Regions from separate parts of the Mus musculus genome. Here region 2 is linked to region 1. A link is a contact called in public promoter capture Hi-C data. All regions are on one chromosome and are shown on one strand. The core of a region is the stretch at or near the end of the contact, and the rest is flanking DNA. Distances in the headings are between cores, read along the strand shown.

The links. Promoter capture Hi-C pulls out the DNA fragments that hold promoters and counts their contacts.
Region 2: a promoter capture Hi-C map of stem cell-derived epiblast-like cells shows a contact between it and region 1, with 4 times the contacts expected there. The contact joins two enhancer-like sites. A contact is called at or near these places in 3 of 39 promoter capture datasets (liver, pre-B cells and stem cell-derived epiblast-like cells) and 1 of 115 datasets of contacts at active chromatin or transcription factors (embryonic stem cells).

Annotation. Positions count from the first base shown.
Region 1 is chr8:122,289,951-122,296,553 of GRCm38.p6, forward strand. The region is part of intron 1 of Zfpm1 (zinc finger protein, multitype 1); the gene reads left to right. Among named protein-coding and RNA genes, the nearest start is that of Gm39269, 8.1 kb to the left of the region's middle. RefSeq lists enhancers at 997-1,424, 6,301-6,603. Within about 2 kb of position 4,526, at least 143 of the 459 cell types and tissues checked have an H3K27ac peak or open chromatin away from gene starts, as enhancers often do. A contact at or near this core is called in stem cell-derived epiblast-like cells, where this site is marked.
Region 2 is chr8:122,809,280-122,816,187 of GRCm38.p6, forward strand. Acsf3 (acyl-CoA synthetase family member 3) reads left to right here. Exons shown (of 10, transcript NM_144932.4): 8 at 3,716-3,850; 9 at 4,281-4,392. Among named protein-coding and RNA genes, the nearest start is that of Gm35466, 11 kb to the right of the region's middle. Within about 2 kb of position 5,607, at least 25 of the 459 cell types and tissues checked have an H3K27ac peak or open chromatin away from gene starts, as enhancers often do. A contact at or near this core is called in stem cell-derived epiblast-like cells, where this site is marked.

The DNA.
Region 1 (6,603 bases), core at 3,276-5,775:
GTGAGTCCGTCCCTCTGAGCTTTAGCCTTCCCACAACACATGGCACTCCCCGGTGGGAGACAGGATTGAAGAGAACTGGCAGATGAGACTTGACCAGCCAGAGCCAAGGAAGAGGGAAACAAGCCTTTGTCCTCTTCCCTTGTCGCTGATGGCCAGCTCTCGGTGTTGGCAATTCTGAGACAGTGTCCCCTGAGACAGTTTCTTGACAGTTCCTCCTGATATCTGACCTTTAGCCCTACAACTTTCCCATCTTCCTCCAAGCTTACAGTTGCCTCAGTTGCCTGTTCTCTCAGCCCAGGAGGAAGGAAGGGGGCCAGGGCAAACCCTCCTGCAGAACTCCATTGCTGTTCAGGGACAAGATATCCATCCCCACCTTGCCTGAATGGCCTCCGGTAAGGGTCAGAATCTGCGGCTCTCCCTCCAGGCCCTCTCTGACTTCCGGTACACAGAGATCTGTGATGGAAGGGAAACTGAGGCTCAGAGCCCTGGTGTGGGTAACCCGTCTCCCCACACTCAGCTCAACTTCCAGGTGTGACCGAGTGAGTGTGTCCCAGCTCAGCTTTGTGTCGCTCCCTGCCAGCCTGAACAGCCTGGGCTTAAAGCCCAGGGGGAGAACCAAGGCTTAGAAAGTTCGAAGATCAGATTCATGGGAGAGACACCATGTGGGGTGAGAGAGAGCAATTGGGGGGGGGGGCTGGTAAGAGGAGCTGCCACGCCCAATTTCAAACCCAGAGTCTGAGGCTTTCAAGTGGCCAAATGGCTCTCAACCATAGCCAGCTCAGGTCTCAACACTGTTCGCAAGGTTTTAGCGAAGATCAGAGCTGCAGCAGACTGGCTGGGTCTCACTCCTCTGCTGCCTTTGTGTCGACTATTCACTTTTCCACTTCCTGGGCCACCACAGCACCTCCTGCCTTAGTCTCCCTTACTGAGTCTCACACCCTGCCTGACTAAGCTTAGTTGCCCAGGGACAGGGACATCCCGCCTCACCAGGCAGCCTGGACAGTCCATGGGCACCAGTCCTCCCTTCACCTAGTTGGCCAGCCAGCCAGCCCTCTCTTGGAGCAGCCGCAACCTGGTCCTCCCTGCACTGTCTCCGGTCCCGGCCTTCTCCGGCGCAGGTTTCAGCTCCTGTGATAACTCGGAAAGTTGAACTGGCCCCATTACTGCACTGAGATGGTTGGCAAGATACAGCTCGATAATGGAGGAGATACCCACGTCTCGGTGGCCAGCGGCCTGGGCTCCCGCCCATTAACATTCCCCACCAGCGATCCGCGCTATCTCCTCTCCTTCCACTCCTCCCGCAGATAAGAATGGAAATTCTGACTTCATAGCTCGCTGATTAAAGTGTCTGGATTTCTTGATAATACACAGATAAATTATGTTTTTGAAAAGGAAGGTAGGGAGGAGGGTGGAGAGAAGGGGGCCTTAGAGGGGAGCCCTTGGCCGACTCTGAGGAGATGGCCCTCCCAGCCTCTAGTCCAGGCTGGTAGCCACCAAATGTCCAGCCACTGAAACTGCAGTCAGATCCAGTTAGGCCCAGCAGGCGCCACTCTGAGCTGACTCTGGTACAGGGACTCCCAGACCATAGGGTCCAGCCTCCAGAACTGATGGCGTCTCCCAGTACCCACACCACCTTGGGCAGATCTGTGTAACAACATGGCCTTGTTTGCGCAGCAGACATGGTGCCTCTGCAGCCTTGCCAGGCAGCTTTACCTGAGTGTCCTGCTGCCCTGCAGTGCCTGGTTAGACCATAGGTAGTTCAGTGTCACTGTGCCCCAGCAAAGCCACGCCCACCAGCTGTGAGGGCCCTGCAGCACTCGGAAGCCCAGGGGGCCCCAAGCCTGTCCACAGCCATTGTGTCTCCCAGCTCAGCCCAGCTGCCTCTCATGACAGGCGGCACCCAGATGGGACTCCGGTGCCATTGCGAGCTTGTCTGGATAAAGCTGCCTCCTTCAGCTGATCCGAGATTCTCACTGATGGTGTGATGCGCCGAGATTAGGGCTGCGCCAGGCTAATCCTCCTGCTGAGGGACAGGTAAGGCAGCCAGGGGGGAGTGAGGCACCTGCTGTGTGAGAAGAGAAACCAGGGTCTGTCAGCCCCAGACACCCCTTGGCATGGTGGCCTGGCCACACTGGCAGGAACCCCTTCTCAAGCCCTCCTGGGCCCAGTGGGGGTGGGGGCATTCAGCTCTTTTCCCAGTCCTGTGTATATGAAATCATTCCTGAGAACTGAAACTCAGGAATCCCAGAGATGGGAAGGGAAGGCCTGAGGAGGGCAGGAACTTTCCCTGGGATCCTGGGTCTCCCCAGGTATGATGACCCCAGTGCTGGCCCTGCTGAGGGGAGCTGTCTTGACTGAGTGGTGGATGTACCCTTGGGCCTGTCCTGCTTCTCGCCGTGTCCTCCCATTGTCCCTCACTTCTCTTCTGATGACTCAAAGTCACACAGCACAGGAGGCACTCTGACCTAGAGGCTCTGTCCAGACCTGAGCCTCCAGCTACCTAGATGTTCTGAGGTGTTTGCAGATATAACCCCCCACCTCTATAAAGGGACCTGGTCTCTCCGCTTTAAAGTGAAGGCCTGGGCACAGAGTGGGCAAACGCTCAGGATTTCCCAGTCCTACCCACGGATCAGTGCAGTCTAGTCTGCAGAGCCTTGAATTCAGAGACCCTCCTGTCTCTGCCTCCCAAGCGCAGAGATTAAAGACGTGCACCATCATGCCTGGTTAAGTTGGTATGTTTATTGCTTGTAGTAATTTCATTTACCGTCCCCCACACACACACACACACACACAAAGGTGGCTCTTTTGGTGAGAATGTTGGCTTGAAGGGATGGAGAGGCAGCTTGGTCAGTAAGTGCTCTCCACGCAAGCGTGAGGACCTGAGTTCAGATCTCCAGCCCCCTTATAAAGAGCCGAGCTCGGCAGTGCGGGCCTGTATCCCAGTGCTGAGGACTCGGGGACATGCTGCCTCTGGACAATACTGCATCCCTCTCGGGCAAAGAGCTCCCGCAGGACTTCTTATTTCTGACCACCCCCACCTGGATGATTCTAGAAGTTTGTCTTTGTCATCCTGGGTTATTGTCCCCACCCTCTCCTGACTAATCACCAGGATTTCATACCTGGGGTGTCTCGGGATTCACACTCTGAACCATCAAGTTCAAGGATATGAGAGGGGGGCTAGGGTCCAGCCTACCCATCACCCTTTAGGCGTCTCCCTGGTCTGAGCCTCAGTTTCCGTATCTGTAAGATGGGGCTAGAGATGCAAAGGTTGCCCCGCAACCCTGGTCCTGCTCCCCAGAACCTCTAGCCATATTCTCTGGCCACCCCATCTGTCCTGTACCTCCTCGCTGCCCACCAAATCCAGACTGCTAGACTCCAGGCCAGAGAGGCACAGCTGGACCCAGCTCCATCTGACCTGGCTGTGTAACCTTGGGCCAAGCACTTCACCTCACTGGGCCTGGCTACCTCATAGAGCAGATGAGCCCATGAGTGTCCTTGCAGGTCCTTGTGAAGAGCTGAGGAGACAGAGCTTGGGAACCCTGAGTCCTGGCAGACAGGTGGGACCCCCACCCTCCCAGGTTCTTCTCCAAGCCTGTCTTCCTTCCTGGCTGGTGCCTGAGAGAGAGGCCTCCTCCTTCAGCTCCACGGGTGTGGGAGGGAATGGGGTGGGTGTGTTCCGCCCTCCCAGGCCCCCAACAAAAAGAAGAAAGAAAGGGAACCTTGATAAAAAGAGCGATAGGCGCCATGCGTGGAGGAGCCGCTATCAGCCCATCTATCTGCCTGCTCACTCTCGGTTCTTCCCCCTTATCTCACCCCTCCAAATGCCAGGAACAAAAGCGTCGCAGACTTCCATGCATTGCCAAGCCCCTGGCCCAACTCAGGGCTGCCAGGAGAGATGGCCCTGAAATCTAAAGAGAAAGTCGAGGCCCCTCAGCCTCATCATTTTTGGAAAAGGAAGACCCAAATGGCCCATTCTGAGACCTAGCAGCTGGGGTGGAATTGTCCAGGAGTGGTGCCTAGGGGTGGGGGAGGTCTCCACGGCACCCCTTGCACATTGGCTGTGTGACCTTGGGTCAGCATCTTCCCTCTGAGGCATCCAGGGTGGGTAAGAATGAGTTTAGTGGGGCCTGGGTGGACCAGTTTTCCCCCATAAAGTTCCTTTCTACCTAAATCTTTCTCGGGTCACCAGAATCTAACACTTTCCAGAACACCCCCAAGATCCAGTCCCACCTTTGCCTCCCCTGAAAACTCCTAAGTCCTATGGATTGTCTTAGAAATGGCCTGGGTTCCCAAGAGCAGCACCACTGAGCCCTGGTCCCCAGAACGTCCATTCCTCCCACCTCTGTCCAGCCCCTACTAGCAGCCAATGAAAATAGTGTGTGCAAATGAGCAGACTTGAGGCTCAGAGATTGGCTACAGTTCCATGGAGGGGGTGGGGCCTTATCTCAAACGAGAGCTTGTACCTGTCCAGCCCAGACCCACTGGGTGGAAGTCCTCCCGGGCTTCTGTGCCTTCTTACTGAGCCTTGTGTTTGCCTTGAACAGGCGGGCCTTTAAGTAAGCTCTGCTGACCTCAGCCTAAGCCACACCCTCCGGCACTAGGACCTGGGCATTCCACAAACACTACAGTCAGCTCCTGTGCCAAATGAGAGTGGGGAGGTGAGAAGTGGAGCCGGGACAGGCAGCAAAGGCTGGCAGCTCCCTCCCTCCCTCCAGACCCTACTCGAGTTATTGTCCCCATCCCCTCCTGAGCCTGGTGACTCACTAGGAATGTTGCTGACCAAGTCTCTGTGGCCTGAGGCTCTGGCAAGAACAGGGATCTCCGTTTGTCTTTGTCACACCTCAGTTTCCCAATCTGTAAAATGGAAAGGAATCTAGTCCCTCAGCTGCCAGGAGGGTTTTGAACCCCATCCCTGCCCCAGGCCTCGGTTTCCCCACCACATCATGGGCCATTCTAGAGCTGCCCATTCCGTATTCTTTTCAAAGCTGCGGAGGTGGGATCCTGACCTTGCCCCCAGCCTCTCCGCTCCTCAGCGTACCGTATTACAGAATAGGGTCTATAGTCAGCAGTCGGGGGCACTGGCTCCCACCGCACCCCCAAGCCTCTGACCTAACAGCCACTGGTATGAGCAGGGGTTTGTTGTTGTTGTTGTTGTTTTAATGTGTAATTGCAAAATAGTGGGGAAACAAGGTCCCCTGGAGAGCTTAGGCTGAGACCTAAGGGAGGAAGAGTCAGGAGTGACCTCATGGCCTCCCTCAGTCCTGGCCCCCACACTAAGGGTCTCTGTCACCTGTTTTTATTAACTGTGTGTGAGGGTACACTATCCCATCGTGAGGCCTTCCAGGGGGCCTCTCAGACCCTGCCAGAGGGCATCCATCTCATTTGGGCAGCTCCCGCCTCCCCCCAGAGCACAGAGCTGGATAAAAGCTACCTGCTTGTTTCTAGATCAGCCTTGCTGTCTCGGGAGGAAGAGGATGGAGGAAAGGAACAGGGTCAAGTCAGTCTGAGAAGCTGGCATTACCACAGACAGGGAAGCCTGAGGAGTCCTGAGGGACGGACCAAGTGCTGTGATACGGAGACAGGGAAGGGACCGTGGCTGGGACACAGATGACTCGGAAGCCCCACAGCGTTGAGAAAGCATTCTTGAATCAGAGCCGAGGGGCAGAAGCTGAGCGGGGTGGAGGTGGAGTGGAGAGAAGATGCTGATGGTGTTGGTGAGAGCGTGAAGGACACACAACACAGGGCCTCATGTGTAAGCAGGGCAGGGAGAGGATGGGGTACCCACAGTGTGGAAGGAGGGGGTACCCACAGTGTGTTAGAGGATGGGGTACCCACAGTGTGTTAGAGGATGGGGCACCCACAGTGTGTTAGAGGATAGTGCACCCACAGTGTGTTAGAGGATAGTGTACCTACAGTGTGTTAGAGGATAGTGCACCCACAGTGTGTTAGAGGATGGGGCACCCACAGTGTGTTAAAGGATAGTGCACCCACAGTGTGTTAGAGGATAGTGTACCCACAGTGTGTTAGAGGATGGGGTACCCACAGTGTGTTAGAGGATGGGGTACCCACAGTGTGCTAGAGGATGGGGTACCCGCAGTGTGTTAGAGGATGGGGTACCCACAGTGTGTTAGAGGATAGTGTACCCACAATGTGTTAGAGGATGGGTTACCCACAGTGTGTTAGAGGATAGTGTACCCACAGTGTGTTAGAGGATGGGGCACCCACAATGTGTTAGAGGATTGTGTACCCACAGTGTGTTAGAGGGTGGGGCACCCACAGTGTGAGAGGATGGGGCACCCGCAGTGGGTTTGGGAAGTGCTCAGAGCACTGTGCTGTTCCAGATGGGCACAGCCCAGCCTGCTGAGTGGAGGGCTTGTCTGTCACACAGGAGCCACCCCCTCCTGAGTAGCCATCTGCCTCTGCCCTGTGCCACACAGCGACGGCTCCATTAGTGAAACCCGCTCACATGGCTCAGTTCTTATCACCCATCTGGAGAAGGGATCACTCCAGCCTCAGCGCCCATCTCCGAGGCTTGTTTCCTCCTCTTTGCCCCAGGCGATGAGCTGTGGCCTCAGCAGGCCCGGGCCCCATCCTATCGCAGGA
Region 2 (6,908 bases), core at 4,357-6,856, 520 kb after region 1:
TTCTTAGTTCCTGTATGGAGGCACTGATGTTCTTAGTTCCTGTATGGAGGCACTGATGTTCTTAGTTCCTGTATGGAGGCACTGATGTTCTTAGTTCCTTTATGGAGGCACTGATGTTCTTAGTTCCTGTATGGAGGCACTGATGTTCTTAGTTCCTGTATGGAGGCACTGATGTTCTTAGTTCCTGTATGGAGGCACTGATGTTCTTAGTTCCTTTATGGAGGCACTGATGTTCTTAGTTCCTGTATGGAGGCACTGATGTTCTTAGTTCCTGTATGGAGGCACTGATGTTCTTAGTTCCTGTATGGACACTGATGTTCTTAGTTCCTGTATGGAGGCACTGATGTTCTTAGTTCCTGTATGGAGGCACTGATGTTCTTAGTTCCTGTATGGAGGCACTGATGTTCTTAGTTCCTTTATGGAGGCACTGATGTTCTTAGTTCCTGTATGGAGGCACTGATGTTCTTAGTTCCTGTATGGACACTGATGTTCTTAGTTCCTGTATGGACACTGATGTTCTTAGTTCCTGTATGGAGGCACTGATGTTCTTAGTTCCTGTGTGGAGGCACTGATGTTCTTAGTTCCTGTATGGAGGCACTGATGTTCTTAGTTCCTGTATGGAGGCACTGATGTTCTTAGTTCCTGTATGGAGGCACTGATGTTCTTAGTTCCTGTATGGAGGCACTGATGTTCTTAGTTCCTGTATGGAGGCACTGATGTTCTTAGTTCCTGTATGGAGGCACTGATGTTCTTAGTTCCTGTATGGAGGCGCTGCTGTTCTGCCACAGATCAAGTAAGGACCCAGCACAGTGCCCTGGAGCAAAAGCGACTCATCCTGTGTGGCTGACTGGCCATGGGGAAACCAGATACTGCTTCTGTCACCATTGGGAAACCCCAGCATCAGGGTCCTCTCTAATCCACTTTCATGCACTCTGAATTCCAAATCTTTGTTTTTATGAGGACATTCATTGTGTCCCCTTGAATACTTTCTGTCACCTCTGTCTGGAAGTCCCCTTGTCAGCAGCATTATTGGGAGGAAGGAGTTAAGAATTGAGCCTCTGTTATAAATGCACCTTCAAGCCCCCTTGACTTGCTATCTTTTCTAAGCTAGTGATGTGTTGCCTAGTGATCTGTCCCACAGAAGCCCCTCCGTGGACAACCATAGTGACCACACCCAGGTTCTCCCTCCGCCTGACGCCATGCAGCCTACAGCTCACAGTTCCCTGCAGCTTGCCAGACCTTGGCACCAGCATCTGTGCTGGCCCTTCCTGCCTTTGCAGGCAAGGACACCCAGTGGCCTAGACAGAGCAGTTTTCTCAAGCCTCAGAAAAGACGTGGACCGTGTGCTGGTGGAGGTGCTGATAGCGGACCTCAGCCCTGCATCAGACTCTGCCATGAACAGGACTGTTCAGCAGAGTGGAATCCAGTCATCCAAGTAAAGATGGGGGCCTGGGCTGCCAGTGCTTTGTGTGCTGACATCTGAGCGGAGCACTGCGAAAGCCCGCGCTCTATCAACCTGCCTGTCACCTGGGGACAGGCACCAGCTAGAGAGATTTATAGAGGCTGTCTGCAAGGCCAGGGTTCATGAAGGCTAAGCACACCCCCAGTGGCTCGGACTCCTCTGTCAGCATCGTCAGAGCTCAGAGCACGCTAGGATTGAGGTCTTGCAGGCTCTACGAAATCGCGAGCTGTAAGCAGCATGGAATCGGCAGAGGGAAACCCCCGGTGTGGCCTTATTAGTTACAGAGTTGTTGTATAGACAGAGTGTGAGGTAACACTTCACAAGCTTAGAGAGGACGGCACCTCATGGAGCTTTGAGGGTGAGCCAGAACCTGGCACTCAGTCTTAACTCCTCTCTCCCAGCGCTGCCAATAGGTAGCCTGACCCTGGCACCCATCATTGCCATGGGCTGTGACAGTCCCTCATGCTCATGCACTGTCCCCAAACCCTGACAGTGAGGCAGAATCTGCCAAGAGGTCAGTCTGTGCCCAGCGGTGCCCGGATCTCTTTCCTCAAGAGAGAAAAGCGCAGCGTGGGGCACGGCCCCAGATCAAGAACCCACATGTGCAGAATCCCTTGTCCCAAGGCTTCTCACCAGATCAAACTTAACAGCGTGGGGCCTGGGGCGAGAGTATGGAGCTTTGTAGTGGGCAGTATGGTATCTCCTGCAGGTCCAAAAAGAGAAGCCACGTTCAGGGCAGGGCAGTGGCTCAGCTCTGCTGCACCTTAGAGGGAGTGGAGACCCAGGGAGCAGCATCAGAGAGCTTCCTGCTAGGACCCTCAGTGCAGGCTGCCACCTCACTGTCTCATGCGGAGACAAGCAACCTGATGCTTACAGCAGGAGATGCCGATGGAAGACGAGCTTCCCAGGCCGAAGGACACAGCTGGACCCAGAGCTACAGCAGGAGTGGGAAGGACAAGTCCTGTATGCCCCAAAGGTAGAGGGTCCCTTAGGACCCAGGACAAGACCTGAGTGCCCCATAGCCCACACTGGGTCCTTTCCCTTCGGTCAGTATTGTCCAAGGCCTGTCCTGGTCTAGGCTGAGGGTGCCCATCCAACCCTTTGTCACCTGCCACACACACAGCTGCCACACACGAGAGAACTCTCCAGTGCCAGTCCTTTCTCTAGGGCCAGCCTCTCCCTGTCTTCCGTGAATAAGCCCTGAGCTTGTCCAGGCCCATCCATCTTGTTTAATAGACTGGAGTGTGCCCTGCACTGCAAGTCCCAGGGACTAGCGGGGTGATGGATGGTGCCTTACCGTGTCGGGCCGCGTGATGTACGATGAAATATTTATGATTTATTCCAGCTAATAACCCACAGGGAGTGCAGGGAGCGTGTGAGCAGACAGGGAGGCCCCAGCACTGCTGTCAGGGCTGCTGCTGGCATCTGCATGCCTATACACAGCCGTAATCATGCAAATGTGTGTGCATGGACATGCACCCGCACTAATGCGCAAATACACACACCGCCGTGCTGGGAGAAGACTTGGCCAGAAATATAGCCCTGTGCTCCAGCCCGGGCCCTGCTCCTGGCACTGCCACCATGTCTGTGGGGCATAACAAGCTCACTGGGCAGGCCCCATGCTCCTGTGTGAAAGGAGCAAGTGAGACAGTTATTTCGCTTAGAGAAAAGGGCACTGTGGCTGTTTGGGGCTGGTGGGAGTCAGGGGTGAAAGAGCAGGAAGACATTTACCACAGGGCATCCCCATGTTGGAAAAGGAGCTGGAAATGACTGTCCTTTCACCCAGGACCCATCCACCGTGCAATGATAGAGGCTTGTGGATAGTGGTGGAACAGTGCGGGACAGTGCCCAGCATGTGTCTGTGTGAAGCAGAGGTTGGGGTCAAAGGCCACAAACTATTTGCTGCTCTCTTGAAAACGGTGCACCCTGTTTCTGATTGCTCTGACAGGAACATAGCCCAGAATCCAGTGGCCCAGTCGGTTTCCAGCCTGCCACTGCCACAGATTCTGGTGGGCTCCACCCCGCACTGCTGGCTGCAGGGCTGGGTGCCAGTGTCACAGGAATGGAGAATGGGAAAGGACACATGCCATTGGAGCTAGCCTCTACAGGAAGTGGGCCTGGACAGTGGGAATAGTGGGACCCACATATGCATGCACGTGGTCCCCTGGGACTCCTGGGGTGACAGTCAGGAGCACTGAAGTCTCCTGTGACCAGCTTGTCCAGAGCGATCACAGAAACAAACTCCTTTTCCAGGAGACACCGCCGTGTTCAAGGATGCTAGGTACTGGATCCGAGGGCGCACGTCTGTGGACATCATCAAGACTGGAGGCTATAAAGTCAGCGCCCTGGAGATCGAGCGGCACCTGCTGGCCCACCCCAGCATCACCGGTGAGTAGGTGGCTACCTCAGGCTTAGGGGAGCTCTGGCTCCAAACACAGTGCCTCCTTCTCTACTCTGTCAAGGTTTGGACTGTCAGGAGCCTCCTCCACCTGCTACTAGGGCTCCTGTGAAATGTGTCTATGCTCCCTCTGTACCCTGCACACAGCAACATAATGGCTATTCCAAGCTGCTCCCTGCTGCACTAGCACGGCCTGCAGGCCTGGCCAGAACGCACAGCTGCTCTGCAGACCAAGCAAGAGCAGGCTGAGCCCCTAGAGATGCTTCCCACTCCCATGAGTGTCATCCCCACGGGTCTCACTCCAGGGGCTTGGGCACTGCAGCCAACAGCCCAACGTTACCACATATTCCTGCATGCTGTTCAGTCTGTGTGGTCATCAGGACCTTCCCAGGCATCCCCAACCTGTTCTGCTGTCCTCAGATGTCGCTGTAATTGGAGTTCCTGATATGACATGGGGCCAGCGGGTCACAGCTGTGGTTGCTCTTCAAGAAGGACATTCACTGTCCCACGGGGATCTCAAGGAGTGGGCCAGGTAGGGCTAAAGGGACTGTCCTGGGTTCTAGCGCATCTAAGGGAACCAACCACCTTGGAATCGGGGACAGAAGGGCCTGTCCTGGAGCGGGGAGGCTGGGTGAACCATTCTGGATTCTGGACGTGGGGAGGGTGAAGCCGAGAAGCCAACAGTGGGACCCGTGACTAGTTTGTCTCTTCCCTCATTAAATGTAGACTTGGCAGTAGGAAGGGCCTCTGCTGCAAACCGAGTTGGGAGACAGTGATAGTCTGAGGCAGAAATGTGTGTTCCTGGGACAGAAGCAGATATTTTGGTATCAACTTATAAACCCCAAATCATTTCAAGGCTTAGGACCCCCCAGCAAGTGCCTGACAATCCAGTGCCACACCGAGTACCCCTCCCCCCTCCCTATCCTGCCAGACTTGCTCAGGCCACCACAGGATGGCCTGGGCTTCGCAGCCCTGAGGACTGCCTGAGTGCCTCGCACCTTACTGCAGGGCCTCCCAAAGCCTGGGATTGCCTGGGCCTGTGCCCACAGCTCCCTTCTTAACCCAGGGCAGGGACGGATTCTCCCTGGTTCTTGTAGATCTTGGGGGTTTTTTGGGGGTGGGGGGTGGTGTTGAGACAGGGTTTCTCTGTAGCCCTGGTTGTCCTGGAACTCACTCTGTACACCAGGTGGCCTCCAACTCAGAGATCCGCCTGCCTCTGCTCCTCAAGTGCTATGATTAAAGGTGTGTCCCACCACAGCCACCATACTGCACTGGCTGGCTTGCCCCATGTTGTTTGTGGTAGACTCCAGTTTCTTTCATCTTAGTCCCTGGTGATTGCTGATATCCTCCCAGAACTCTCAGGACAGGAGACTCTCGAAGCTTCCACCGTGAGGAGAACTTCAGGATCCTTCTTTAAATCTGAGTTCCCTCCACTCTGCTGTCTCCTCACACACACACCCCCGCCCCCACCCCGACTTGCCTTCTCTATTTTTGGCTCGTCCAAAGAGACTTTACAGGCAGCAGGGGTCCTCGTTCATCAGGGCCACACAGCTGGGCAATTACTGATTCCCTGGATTCACAAAGTCACAGTTGGAGCTCCACAGCTTAGCAGAGGCAGCAGTCTGCTTGGCCGGTTGCTGCTGTGATTAAACAATTACTTTTTTGAGAAGAGAAACACAGGCATCCTCTGCTGAGAGCCAGTGTGGCTGTTGGATGGAGGCCCCACGTTGGCCTGAATCCCTCAAGCCATGGTCTGTGTCCACAGCTTGGTGGCTCCTGCGCTCTGAGTGCTTCCCCCAGGGCCTGTGTCTGCCGCTGAAGTCAGGCTCCTTGCTTGGGTGTTCAGGCTCATGGTGACTGTAAGAAGACCTGAGAAGAGGGCCAAGGGTTAGAGCATTGGGGAGCTGGAGCTGTGTACAGGGGGACAGTGCAAGAAAGATCGCCAGGCACTGCCGAGCTGTCCTAAGACATTTTGTCCCCACAGTGAGTAGCTTTCCCACCAGTTGTTCTTGGGGTTAGGGACCTGAGGAGAGACCCCACACACACACTTGAAACCACAGCCCTACCTAGTCCCCAGGGAACAGCGTCTGAGTTCCCCGGTGCTCGTCCTGTGAGCAAGGCCGTGTGGCCCAGTGATCATCACCCTTGTGTGATGTCCAAGTCCATGCTTGGTGAATGCTGCCTCAGGCCAGGGCTGTGCTGTCCAGTTGCCATTGGAGAGGCGGGTGGGAAGGACAGAGAGCAGAGCTCTCATCCTGAGGTTGCAGTCGGCTAATAGGAGTTCCAGAAAGAGACAGTGTCAGGAGGGGACACCAACAAAGAACCAGGTTTTCTCCATGTTGACTGAAAGAGAAGTGGCCACAGTGGCACAGGCCTGGAGCAAGTTCAAGGCCAGCCTGGGTGGCCCTGGTGACCCAGATGAGAAAGAGAAGGAGGTTTGGGAAGAAGCACAGAGAACCCAGGTGTCACTGTGTCCACCTGTGTTATCCACCTTCTGTGAGGTAGTGTGTACCTCACAGCAGCCCAGTGATTGTCAGGAGGTCCACACAGCCCCAAGTTGTCCTCCTTGTAGTTGGAAGAACCAGTGATATGCATAAATTACCAGAACTAATATGAGAGCCAGGCTGAAGAGCTCTGTGTCTGTGAAGCTGAGTCCCAGCTAAAAAACCACAAGGCAAATGCCAGGCCCAGAGCACCTCAGGGGACACTGCCCAAAGTGCATACAAGTCCATTCCCATTAGGAGGGACACTCCCACCTCACTTCATGGGACCCAAACCAGACAAGAAACCCAGACCAGTTTCCTGTCAGACAGACACAAAATGCTTAACCAAATGCTAGAAATTAGGTCCTATTCACAAAAGAGCCAACACATCCTGATCGTGTGGCACTTACACCAGAAACGGGAGGTTAAACATTGAGAAACCCAGCCGCGTGCGTGGGGTGTTTACAGAGTGAGAGCCCTGCTGTCAGTTCAGTAGACACGGAGCGTGCATTTCTAGATGCTCATGTCACTTGCAGGGACTCTAGCAGTACCAGAGAAGGAACAT